3 separate regions of the Mus musculus genome follow, and all the other regions are linked to region 3. A link is a contact called in public HiChIP or PLAC-seq and promoter capture Hi-C data. All regions are on one chromosome and are shown on one strand. The core of a region is the stretch at or near the end of the contact, and the rest is flanking DNA. Distances in the headings are between cores, read along the strand shown.

What was found. Promoter capture Hi-C pulls out the DNA fragments that hold promoters and counts their contacts. HiChIP or PLAC-seq counts read pairs in DNA pulled down with a chosen protein or histone mark.
Region 1: a contact with region 3 is called in an H3K27ac HiChIP or PLAC-seq map of embryonic stem cells, with 3 times the contacts expected there. The contact joins the promoter of Ntng2 here to the promoter of Urm1 in region 3.
Region 2: a contact with region 3 is called in a promoter capture Hi-C map of hippocampal neurons, with 2.3 times the contacts expected there. The contact joins the promoter of Dolpp1 here to the promoter of Urm1 in region 3. A contact is called at or near these places in 3 of 39 promoter capture datasets (the HPC-7 cell line, hippocampal neurons and pre-B cells), 1 of 115 datasets of contacts at active chromatin or transcription factors (embryonic stem cells) and 1 of 9 other capture datasets (pancreatic islet).

Annotation. Positions count from the first base shown.
Region 1 is chr2:29,246,125-29,250,185 of GRCm38.p6, reverse strand. Ntng2 (netrin G2) reads left to right here and starts at 2,087. Exons shown (of 7, transcript NM_133500.2): 1 at 2,087-2,358. The coding sequence starts at 2,146. 6530402F18Rik (RIKEN cDNA 6530402F18 gene) reads left to right here. Exons shown (of 2, transcript NR_029460.1): 2 at 1,308-4,061.
Region 2 is chr2:30,389,732-30,393,823 of GRCm38.p6, reverse strand. Dolpp1 (dolichyl pyrophosphate phosphatase 1) reads right to left here and starts at 1,570. Exons shown (of 8, transcript NM_020329.4): 1 at 1,312-1,570. The coding sequence starts at 1,387.
Region 3 is chr2:29,825,886-29,830,061 of GRCm38.p6, reverse strand. Urm1 (ubiquitin related modifier 1) reads right to left here and starts at 2,673. Exons shown (of 5, transcript NM_026615.4): 1 at 2,627-2,673. The coding sequence starts at 2,661.

The DNA of each region.
Region 1 (4,061 bases), core at 838-3,337, 580 kb after region 3:
AAAAAAATAGACGCTTGGTCACGTTCTTCCAGGGAGTTTTCTAGCAAGAAGTGAGCCCGGGCCCGGGTCTAGAGCAGGTTTCTGTTTAAGCCGTCAGAGGAGAGGTGTGAAGTGTGGTCTGGCTGGGTTCTCATCCATCTGTATTAGGAGTCTTTCATCCCAAGAGGGGGCAGGGCGGTCTTAACCTAGATGGATGAGGCCCACTGCAGCCTGCAACAGAACACTGGCTGGGGGCTTACCCCTGAGCAAGGAGCTCTCTCAGCCAGGTTGGACCAAAATGTCCCATCCTCCTGCCTGTCATCTGAGGGCAGGAATGTGCTGTGTCTGTGTGGCAGTGTTTCATATAAACACAATTAACTCCTCTGGGACTTTTGGTATATAATGGCTAACAGGGGCTTCCTTCAGGTGAGAGTCAGGCCGCCATATGTGAGGTTAGGGAATTTAAAGGCAGCAACTGTGAGCATTATAACCAGAATAATTAATAACAGAGACTTTATTTATTTATTTACTTACTTACTTATTTACTTTCTTATTTTCTACATCCATCACAAAACCTTTGCTCCCGTTGGCCAGGGGTTTTGGTGGGGGTCCCATGCTGCCCAGGACTCTTGATTCTCCCATGTAGCTCAAGCCTGGGAATACACTAGAGTCTGAGAGTCATGTGTTTCTAGACGCAGTACTCCTATTAGCTATATCTATTTTCGCTTTTAAATGATTACTGCTGGCTTAAAATAGATGCTACTCTCCTAAAATGATTGCAAACTGTTGGCCTTGGTCAGAGAGTCTAACACAACAAAACACTTTATTCCTGTGGAAGCTTGCGGCATCCCAGCCTCTCGCTGTTAACTCGTTTAATTCATGGTTTCTCGTGGTGTGGGTGACAGGGAGTGGACTGCGGGTGGCCCACACAGAGACCTTCCTATTGGGCTGTAGCGGGAGGAGCACAGTATGCTCTGTCGGATGCTCAGGGCCTCTTTTGACAACTTGAACATTTTGTCTGTTCTGGCCTAGTGTGTTAAGGCAACTGTTAAACCTTGGCTCTTGGGGGGGGGGGGACGCTTTAGGAAGTTCCTGATCCTCAAGACAGGTCACTCCCATTGAACAAACACCCTCCAGACGATGAAGAGATACACCACCTTTTTAATAGCGCGCCCATCTCTAAACATGTAACTCAGATATTAATAAAAAACAAAATAGCCCAGCTTTCTCTGGAGATTGTGCTAATGCAACCTATTTTTTGTACACATTTTGCCAGACAGCTTTGTTCTTCTATGTCTCTAACTGCCCACCCCCTTAATTTGTTGCAGGTGCTGCTGCTAATGAACACATTCTCTCTCTTTTCTCTTCACAATGAAAGCCAAGCCTGAGCCCAGGTACCTGGATGAAGTGAGAGTTGAAGTCTCCGGAATTTCACAATAAGTGGCCAATGGCTATGAGCCAAGGTCAGCTGGCCCCCGTGCCTTGGCCCCATACCAGAGCAGAGGCAAATGGCCTCTCCAGTTAGCACCTCAGTGGCTTTTTGTATAGTCCATTCACAGGGTTGTTGTCACTTTCAGCCCATATGAAAAGAAATCTTTTTATTGGTCTGAGAGACCAAGTCCAGTCCCAAAGAGGGGACTGTGTCCATCTAACACGCCCACCTCCTGATTCCGTGTTATCTTCACCGTGCAGGCTGGTATGCGGTTGTGTGCAGCACGTCGCACATTAAGGGCCCTTTAAAGACCTGGATTGATTGGAAGGACAAAAATTAAAAGCAATCTGATCCAGCCCCATGCCGGATCCCTGCAGATTTCCTCCTTATCCCATTTCCATCCACTGTCACAATTTGAGAGTCTGCCCGATTTGATCAGCTTCACCTCCAGGGGAGGTGTAACACCAAGGTTAGGAGGACACCAAGTTACAGGCAACTTTTTGATCTGCCCATCAGCAGCCTGAGAAACGCTGGCTCTGGATTTTCTGTATCAGCCATTTGGAAAACACAAGCTCCCACTATTGGCAGACCTGCAGTGCTTAAGTCAACGGTACACCCCAGACACCACCGCCTGGCAGATGTGACATTTCCATGCTGAGGTCCCAAGTGCCCCCTGACCCCACCACCACTTCTCCAGTGCCGCTCTGGGCCCCACCCATTCGGACTGCGCAGCCATGCTGCGCCTGCTGGCTCTCTTCCTGCACTGCCTCCCGCTGGTCTCTGGGGACTATGACATCTGCAAATCCTGGGTGACCACAGATGAGGGCCCCACCTGGGAATTCTATGCCTGCCAGCCCAAGGTGATGCGCCTGAAGGATTATGTCAAGGTCAAAGTGGAGCCCTCAGGCATCACGTGCGGAGACCCCCCTGAAAGGTTCTGTTCCCATGTAAGTCACCCCATGGCTTCTCTATCACTGCATTGAGGGGTGGGGGACTGTGAGCAAAGACAGACCTGGGGGTGGCTGAGCAGAACCAGAGGGCCCTGCCTGATACAAGACCGACTCCAAGTCCCACCAGGGAAGATGCCAAAGCCAAGCTGCCCTGAGGACCGGGGGGCTGAGTGACATTTTGTGGGTGAAAGAAGTCTTGGCCAGCTGACCCTGGCATGGTTTCCTGCCAGGGATTGCACAGCAGTCCTAGTTCCTTGACTCAAAGCCAGCCCCTCCTCCTTTGCAGGAAGTCAGCATTCAGACCAGAGATCTGAATACTATCTGCAAGGTTACCCTCCAACCTGCATGGGTTCTCACCCCCTCCCCTTGCTCTAGTGGAGCACCCTCCCAACCTGCCCAGTCCAGCCTAGTACATAAGTAGCATTCATGATCCTAGCTCATGCCAGGCACTGACCAAGCATTTTGAAGGAGGAAGCAGGGGTGGGGAGATCAGGCTAGATAGACAGGACAGCATCTCAGCTGGTGCTATCCCCTAGTCAAGAGGTCAGCGCTGAGGCCTTGTCATGTGAGCTCCAAGAAGAAGGGGTCTTGGAGCTATCAGGAACTTCAGTGCTTAGGCAATGTTAACGAGGGCAGTGGGAATAGCAGCAGCGTTTGACAAGAGCTCAGGATGTGGGGTGGAAAGCCCAAGCAGTGTTACTCTACTGGGTTTTCCCCTGGGCTCCCCCAGGCTGATTCTACCTTAAACAACGTCAGAATGTTGAAATGGAGGGAAACGTTGAGACAGGTCTCAGGCCAGTGTCACCATCTCCGGGTTCTGCTCTATCAGCTGTAGGATGGGTGCAGCAACACAGTACATTAAGGGGTCAATGGCTCTGTGGATACAAGTTGTTCAAAATCAGAGTGGGCACAGAGAAGGTGTCCCAGACGTTAGCTTGTTCTGGTCATATGGATAGGGAAACTGAGGTGGGGGTGGGGTCTTCAGGGAAGGCCCTTGGCCAAGGTCACACAGCAGAAAGTGGTGATGCTGCTGAGTTAGGCTCAGCCTGCCTGACGCAGCTGCCTGTCCCTGGCAGAGGCTGGGCAGAGCAGCCAGAGGAGCAGGCAAGAGGGGTCCGATGTCACCCTGCAGGTGGCTGGTGCCTCTGCGTGTCCTTGGGGAAAGCTGGGTTTATTGCACAGTCAACCTGGTGTCCCCAGCCCAGACTCCTGAAAATGTCTCAGTCCCTTGGGGTGGCTTCAGTCACCATGCAGAGAGAGCAGCTAGCTCAGGAAGGCAGATCCCTACTTGGGCTTGTCAGTGGTGATGAGGCTGTCACTGTAGGTGGTGGCTGGGCCTGGGCCAGCTTAGAGAAGGGGAGGGAGTGAGGGAAGGAGAAAGAGAGAAGACAGCCCAGGGCTAGGAGCCAAGATTGGATTATGTATGGACATTGTCGAGCTTCGAAAGACCACGCTGGCTCAAGACAGGCAAAGGGCCCTGAAAGTTAGAGCTGAGGCTATAGAGCCTCCCATTCTGCATCCTTGTCTCAGCTCCTGTGGGAACTGCTTCAACCACACATTTCCCAGGCAGAGTCTCAACATGATTTTGTCTTTTAAATATTAATCATTGCCAGGGTTTGGGACAGTTCATGGGAATGGCTTCTATTCGAGTGTGTAGGAGCTACAGATGACCACCAGAAGCAAATATGGGGCCCTCTCCT
Region 2 (4,092 bases), core at 321-2,820, 560 kb before region 3:
CTCTGACGCCAAGGACGGAGAGTCGGGAAGCTGTGGAGACCCCAGTCAGGTCTCTCCCCTTCACCAGGCCTGTTTTCCCTCCTCAGGGGCAGAGACTTTCCATAGAACAAGAGTGCAGGGACTTCATCATTCCAAACCCCGAGCTGGCCCAGGGCCTTGCACCCGGGAGATGCTATGCTAAGGGAATGCAGAATGAATGGATGGATGGGTGGTTGGGTAATGAACAGGCACTTTGATAGGGCCCATCCCTGGACTGCCACACCTTAAGTATAACCCAGAACACCCAGAGGCAAAGTTCTCCTGGCCTGTGGCCCTGTGTTCTCAGCAGACCCAAGTTCTCAGGCCCTCTACCCAAGAGGACAGGCCCTTCCTGGACAACCAGAGGCCAGCAAGGGGGCCCCGGCTGCTCAGCAACAAACATTTATCCAGGGAGGGTGCTGGCAAGCTAGAGAGATAAACTACAGGTATTTACTGGGTGTCCACTGTGGGCCAGGCTCTGTGCCCAGCACCTCTTAGGCCTGTGGTCATTTGAGTCACACACCATTACAGAAAGGAGACACTGTACTTGGAGCCACTTAAGATGAAGTGACTGGAGGGGTGGTGCCTACCCTGGAGCCCGGAAACGTCTCACCCCAAGGCCTAAGCTCCGCTCCGCTCCACTCTATGGAGCCGAGCCGGAACTTCAGAACCATGGCTAATGGACCTTCCCACCAGAGAGGCGGGCACTCCCAGAGGCGTGTCAGATGGAAGCTCTTACAAGTCAGGCTCCCAGGGGCTGCATGCCCCCTTGGCGGCTGGCCTCTGCCGCGCTGCTCAGGGCGTGGCGCCGCAAATTCTCCCAAACCTGGCCTGGGTTTGCACACTCCCTGCAACTGGGAGCTTTCTCCAGTGAGCAGCCCGCAGCGTAGTGAAGGAAACTGTCACTCCCTGCACAGCCGAGCAGGAGTGCGGCCTCTCTGGCTCGGGGGAGGGCGGGGCACAAGGGACAAAGTCCAGGCCCAGATCCTCGCCCGCCCTATCCAGACCCTCCCCCGGCCCAGGACAGCCCACCAGCACCCCGGGACCCCGGAGAGCGACTCGGCCGCGCAGCCGCAGAGCACACGAGCGAGCCGCTCGCAATTTCTCCCTGCTCATCGCCGCCTCACTGCGCCTGCGCGGCGCGCGCGCCGGCCGAGCCCCTCCAAGGCTCGCTGTTTGACAGTTCCCACCGCGGTTCCAAGGCGCCCCGAAGGCGGTCCGCGCGGCCCGGAACGCCCGGGGCTGTGGCGGCAGCTCGAGGAGAACGTCCTCGGAGCCGGGGCAGGCTCTTACCTGCAGGGTATTCGACGTGGGTGAGGGTCACTGGCCGCCATGAAGCGGGGAGCGAGCACTGTCCGTCCGCTGCCATCTTACCCGGAGACCGGGCTTCGCAGAGCAGCCAATGGGGAGCAAGGGGGGCGGTGGTCCTGACCTATCACGCCGGGGAGACGCCACGCACCCAATCCGAGGCCGATTGCAGGTAGTGGCGCAGCCATTCAGTGTGCAGGTCGTGAGGCTGGCCCGTGCGGCGAATCAGAGAGCGGGGACTCGCGCAGCTTTGCCAGTGTCCAATCCCGTGCGAGTTCAGGTAGTTGACTAACCAATCAAGAGAATGGAGCACTCGCAGCGCAGGACAGAGCGCAGAACAGCCAATCAAAAGGTAAGCTTAGCTCGGCGTGTGGGAAGGGCGAGCCAATCAGGCGCTATCTCGGGGGGCGTGTTGTACTTTGGTGGGAGCTTTGGTTAGGCTGGCACCTGCGCCCAGAGTTAAAGCTCCTGAGAACCCAGAGCGCAGTGGAGGAGCAGCCTCAGCACCACCGGGTCTCAACCGACCCATTTGGAAAACAAAAATGTGTTCCTCACTATGAAGGCTAGGCTTGCCCCAGCATCATTCTGCCTCGTCCTCCAGGTTCTGGCTTCCTGTCCATAAATGTAAACTGAAGTCAAAGACCTAGTGCAGTTTTTTATTGCCCTTTACTGACAGACAAGAGGTGCAGTTCCGCAAAGGAACTTTTCTGTTAAAAAAAAATTATTGGTCCTCACTTCTGGGATGTAGCACATATTGTAGATATCTTAGATGGGATGCTATACGTTTCAATTACGCCGTAGCGTAGTGAGGCCACTTGGGACCATTTTCAGTATAATCCAGATGTTCCATCTACCCTTCTCTGTTTCCCCATTCTTGAAGAAACATTCTTGAAGAAACAGCCACACCTCCCACCCACGTCCCCTTTCTGAACCAACTCTCTCCAGACAGACCTACTTACTGTCTAGGCCAGATTCCAATTCCTCAAATTTCTCTGCAAGGAATGGGCACACACACTCCTGCCCCATTTGCCTGGCCCAGGCTGACTTGTCAGTTCATAGCTTCAGGTTCTGAAAATTAAGAGAAGGGCCTCCACAGAAGCAGGGGGATCTCTGTGAGTTGGAAGCCAGTCTGGGCTACCTCAGAAAGGGGGTGGGGGAGTTCCAGTGGTCTCCCACAATTGCACCTCCTTTGCCTACCTCATCTCTGGCTACACTTGACTGTAATTATTTCCTTGTCTGCCTCTGCCAGTATGCAACGGTTCTCTGACCTCTGACTAAGGCCCAGAGCATGTACAGTAAAAAAATAAAAATAAAAGCAGGTTCCGGGTCTGCCTTAGACCTGGGGGTACCCAGTAGGTCTAGGTTGGAGCCTTGGCCCTCCATATTCTATGTTCTGAGGTCACTAGCTACAGTGGCTTAGTCTGGCAGCCCGTGGAAGCCAGAATTGTAGGTTACTCTAAGTAGGCTGGGGACTCAGAATCCCCCAGTGGTGTTCAGCTTGTCTTCCGTCTCCCTACCCAGCCTGAACTTATCCAGCTGGGCCCACCTCCTAGTCACCTGCCCTTAGCTCTCTCTCTCAGGCAAAGTCATTATTAGCCTTTGAAAGAAAGAGGTGTGAGACGTGGTCATGAGCTTCCTAGAATAGTTCTCTGAGAGAGAGGGCACCCATGGAAGGTCAGGCTGCCTTGCCCTTCTTCAGAGTCCCAGAAACACAGAGAGAGCATCCCTAAGGAAGTGACAAGATGAAGAACTGAAAATGTGTGGGAGTTATTGGGGCGAGTCTCCAGCAGGAAGAAAAGCTGGACTTCTTGTGGGGGAGGTGGGTGGGGCTGAGCCACTGAGTCTCTGAGGGAATAGCTGGTGCTGAGGGTACAGAAAGCTCTGAGGGTAAGTAAATAATGAAGGAATCTTTTTCCCCCCGAGGCAGGGTCTCAGTGTGTAAACTTGACTGGCCTGGAACTCATTATGTAGATGTTGTGCAGATCTCAAACTCACTGAGATCCACCTGCCACTGCCTCCCAAGTGCTGAGACTAATGGTATGGTCCGCCACACACACTTGCTTTTGCTATTTTTTAATTATATAAAATATTTAGCTGGGTGGACACCCTAAAATTGTAGCAACTGGGAGGTAAAGGTAGGAGATTGGGATTCCAGCCCATGCAGGAATTTGTCTTTTAAAAAAAAAAAAAAAAGGCCAGATGGAGCATGCCTGTAATTCCAGAACCTGAGAGGGGCAGGAGGATCAGAAGTTCTGGTAACCCTCGGGTCACATAGTGAGGTCTTGGCTAGCCTGGCATACCTAAGAATCTCCTCAAAAAACAGAATGGGGGGGGGAAACTAAACTAAAAACCAAACTGCGTGTGCGTGTGTTTGGAAAGCTGAGGCAAGAAGATCCAGAGTTCAAAGTCATTCATTATGTGTTCATATGTGACATTCTTTTTTTTTTTTTTTTTTTTAAAGATTTATTTATTATTTTATGTAAATACACTGTAGCTGTCTTCACACACTCCAGAAGAGGGAGTCAGATCTCATTACGGATGGTTGTGAGCCACCATGTGGTTGCTGGGATTTGAACTCTGGACCTTTGGAAGAGCAGTCGGGTGCTCTTACCCACTGAGCCATCTCACCAGCCCCATATGTGACATTCTTATAGAAAGTTCCAGACACCATATGGATATAGGTCAATGTGTTTCAGAAGTTAGACATTCTTGTGTAAGAATCCCCCAGATAAGGAACAACCGATGTGCCTGTGCAGTACCCTAGGT
Region 3 (4,176 bases), core at 1,424-3,923:
AAAGAAGCCTGACTTTGTGGGGCATACCTTTAATCCCAGTGCTAGGAAGGCAGAGGCAGGTGGATCTCTGAGTTCCAAGACAGCCAGGGAAACCCTGTCTCGAAAATCAAACAAACAAAACAAAACCACTATTTTTGGGGGGAGGGGGTAGGGTTAGACGCAATAAAAGTCATCTTTAATCGTATTTTTTCTCTCAAAATCATTCAACCAGAAAATACTGATAGCTCTATTGTCAAAGCTTTCCAGAATCCAACCACCTCCCCACAAAACCACTTCTGATAGCAGCAGTTCAGGAGGCATGTCAAAAGGTGATAGAATTAGTCCTAACAAGGAAAAGATGAGAAGCCTTCTAAAGGACCTAACAGAGCTGGTGGCACCAAGAGGATCCCATCTACCCAGTGCTTAGAGACAATAGTTTCTAGACTTCTAGGACCAGTGAGGAGAGAATGATGGCATTACATATCTTTTGAAATCCTCTCAGCTTCATAGTAAAAGGTGAAGCCTCTCTGTCAAATGACACAATTAATCAAAGGTCGGAGGTAAAAACATGTCAGATGACTGGCAGGGTGGCACACACCTGTAATCTCAGTACTCAGGAAGCAGGAGGACCAAGAGTTCAAGGCCAGCTTCAGCTAACATAGAAAGCTCGAGGTGAGTCTGAGCTGTATCATGAGCTCCTGTCTCCAAACAACATCAAAATAGGAGGACAGAGGGATTTCTGGGTTTGGTAAGCACATTTATTTATTATTATTATTTATTATTATTATTATTTATTTATGGAAAGTTTTTCCTATGTACCCAGCCTAGCTTCAAAATTACAAAGATCCAACTGCTCCTGCATTCCAAATGCTGGGATAACAGACATGAGCCACCATGCCCCAAGAAGCTGCAATTCTGATGGGTCACATATCTGGGGAGGTGTGGAAGGAGATGCACAGGTGGGTAAAGAATGTTGTCCTGTCCGGCTGCTCTGAGAGGCAAAGAAGGTAGAGGCTAGAAAAAAAGTAACTGTATGGGTCTGTAAACTCTGAGGGCAAGGGTCTGGTTTACTTGATGACGTCCTTACTGTTGCCAGCACAGTATCTGGCAGAAAGATCACATCTCTGCTGAGTAAATACCACGTCTCAGTGAGAATGAAAGGCAAGTTGGCTACCAACAGACATTAACACTGAGAGCCTGTAACTTCTTCCTTCTCAGTTCTGCTGAAGCTGGTCAAGGCATCAGGAAGTCCCCTCATAGCCCAGTTTGGGAGGTGGGAGGATACCGTGTTAGCTGGGCTAAGGTTCGAAGAGGTAAAGCAGTCAGGAAGCCAGACCAACCTAATTGGATCCAAGCAGCAAGACAATATCATCAATTAAACTGCACTTAACATTCATGAGACTACTCCCTTCCAAGGGACAGAAATGCTGAACACTGCAGGGACTAGACAGAGTGCTATTTATCTTTGTATCCTTGGTGTCTGGCTCACTGCCTGGCACATGGTAGGCACTCAATAAATGACTGGTGAATGAACTGCCTAGTGAAGGGACAACATGAAAGGAATGGGGGGCATCCAAGGCGAAGAAAGGCATTTGGAAGGAATTTTACATCTCTCTCTACCCTTGAGTTTCCCTTCACTTCAACCTTGGCTTCTTCATCTACACACACACACACAAACACACACACACCCCTAGCTTTTCCATAAGATTCTAGAAACCAACCACCCATCTCTAGAAGCCTCAGTTCTTTGTTCTCAGCTTCCGAAGAAGTCTGTCTTCTGCAGGTTTTGAAACCATGACAAGCATTCTGTGTGTTGGAAGAACACAATGGTGATTTGAGACAATCTTCACTTTTCCCCGTGTTCCTTCAAGTAGTGATGTGTACCCGGATTCTGAACCTTTTCACAGTAAGGATAATATACTACCAATGTTAGTCACTCCCTCCGTGGCAGCTTATTTACCCCGGTAGCTCCTCTGGACTCTGCAGAAGACACTTACCAAACTACTTTGCAAAAGATTAAAATCTAATTAAAACTCCAAGGTATGCCGGGCGGTGGTGGCCCACGCCTTTAATCCCAGGACTTGGGAGGCAGAGACAGGCGGATTTCTGTGTTCGAGGTCAGCCTGATCTACAGAGTGAGTTCCAGGACAGCCAAACAGAGAGGACCCCTGTCTCGAAAACACACACACACACACACACACACACAAGGTTTGAGAAAGAGGAAGGTCCTGTCTTGGCCAAGACTTCCCCTAGGAAGGCACTAGGCGGGAAGACAGAACTGAGATTATTCAGCAGGGTTCGTCTCTACTCGTGCGCTCCCCTTAGAAGCTCAAAAACCAGACAAGGCGAGTCGGGCTCGGAATGGCACGGGTGAAACATGCCGGAAGACCGCCTGCTCACTGTCAATGCCTCCCAGTCCTACATGATACAGAGCAAGGCGAAGGATTCCAAACGCATCTCCCTACCCGTGTGTGCGCCTCAACTCTCGGACTCACGGCCTCGTCACCCACAGAGACCGCGTCAGTCAGAGGCCAGGGGATTATCCCGGCTCTCGGAGGGCGACACAGCCTCGGCAGGCCAAGAGAGGTCCGGAATTCCGAGCCTTATGGCTTCGCTCCATCCCCAAGGCGCCCCAGATCTCACTCACCCGAACTCCACCTTCACACATAAGGGCGCCGCCATGTTTAGGAAACCAAACTAGCAGGACACGCCCTTTAACTTCCGGAGCGCCCGTTTATTTCCGGTCGCCACCAGGAAGCGTAAACGGAAGAGGCGGTACGGGGTGGGGCGAAATCCGTTCGTTACTGCTCAGCTATTGGACGAAGGCACCCGCTCAGTGGGCTGCGGAATTGATTGTCTACATTATTTGCGGACCTGGCCAAAAAAAAAAAAAAAAAAACCGAGCAGGAAGGGACTTCCTGAAGAAAGACGTCTAAGGGGAAATTCATCAGCATCCGATGACATGATTGTGAGCCACGTACTGTTGATCTTTCATTGGCTACAAATCTGTTTTTAAGCCACGCATGGTGGCACACGCCGTTAATCCTAGCCCTCAGAAAGGCAGAGACGGTGGATTATGTGAGTGCCAGGCCAGCCTGATCTACGTAGGGAATTACAGGACACCCAGGGTTCAAAAACAAAACAAAACCAAAAACAACAAAGAACCCACAAACAAGAACCCTGTCAACCCAGCTAACATCGCTTAAGGGAGTAAAACGAGGTAACTCCAAATTCTTGTTTCTGACCCTGTTGTCTCTCTCCGGAGCTGCCATCTTACTATGCAAACATCTGTGTCAGATGATGAATTGTATGTCTTCTACTCCACGGTTACTGAGTTAACAATGTGTCTGGCAGATTGGTCCTGTGGAGAGTCAGTAATAACGGCTGTAACTGAAGTTCTTGTCTCTAGGTCTCTCCGTGTAGCAGGGAGACGGGGAGACAGCCGTAATCAAATGTACAAACCATGCTAATAAATGTGAAATCCTAAACTGAAATAAATTTTCCGATGTTAGAAAATTAGAATTATAGAGATTTGTGAAAAAAACGCTAGGGCTGTGGAGATGGCTCATCTGATAAAGTACTTGCTGGGCAAGTGTAAAGATCAAAGATAAGATCCCCAACCCAAGTGAAATGATGGTTAGCATGGCAATACCAGAGCTAGGGAGGTGACGATGGCTTCCTCAGGGCAAGCTGGCAACCTACACTAGCCAATGAGCAAGCTCTGAGTTCCAGAAAGACCCTGCCTCAATACATAAAATAGTGGACTACAGAGATGGCCCAGAGGTTAATAGCACTAGCTACTATTCTAGAGAACCCAGGGTTGGTTCCCAGCACCCACATGGCAGTCCTCAACTTTAACTCCAGTTCCAGTTACATATATTCAGGCAAAAACCAGTACACTGAACCGGATGGTGGTGGCACATGCCTTAAATCCCAGCACTTGGGAGGCAGAGGCAGATGGATTTCTGAGTTCGAGGCCAGCCTAGTCTACAAAGTGAGTTCCAGGACAGCCAGGGTTACACAGAGAAACCCTGTCTAGAAAAACAAACAAAAAACAAAAACAGTACACTGAAAAATATAAATCATATATATATTGGAGAATGATGATTTAGGAATACACCCACATCCACAAACATGAAGAAAAAAAAAGATAAGAAAAATGTCAACTGGAGATGTAGCCCAATGGTACAGTGCTTG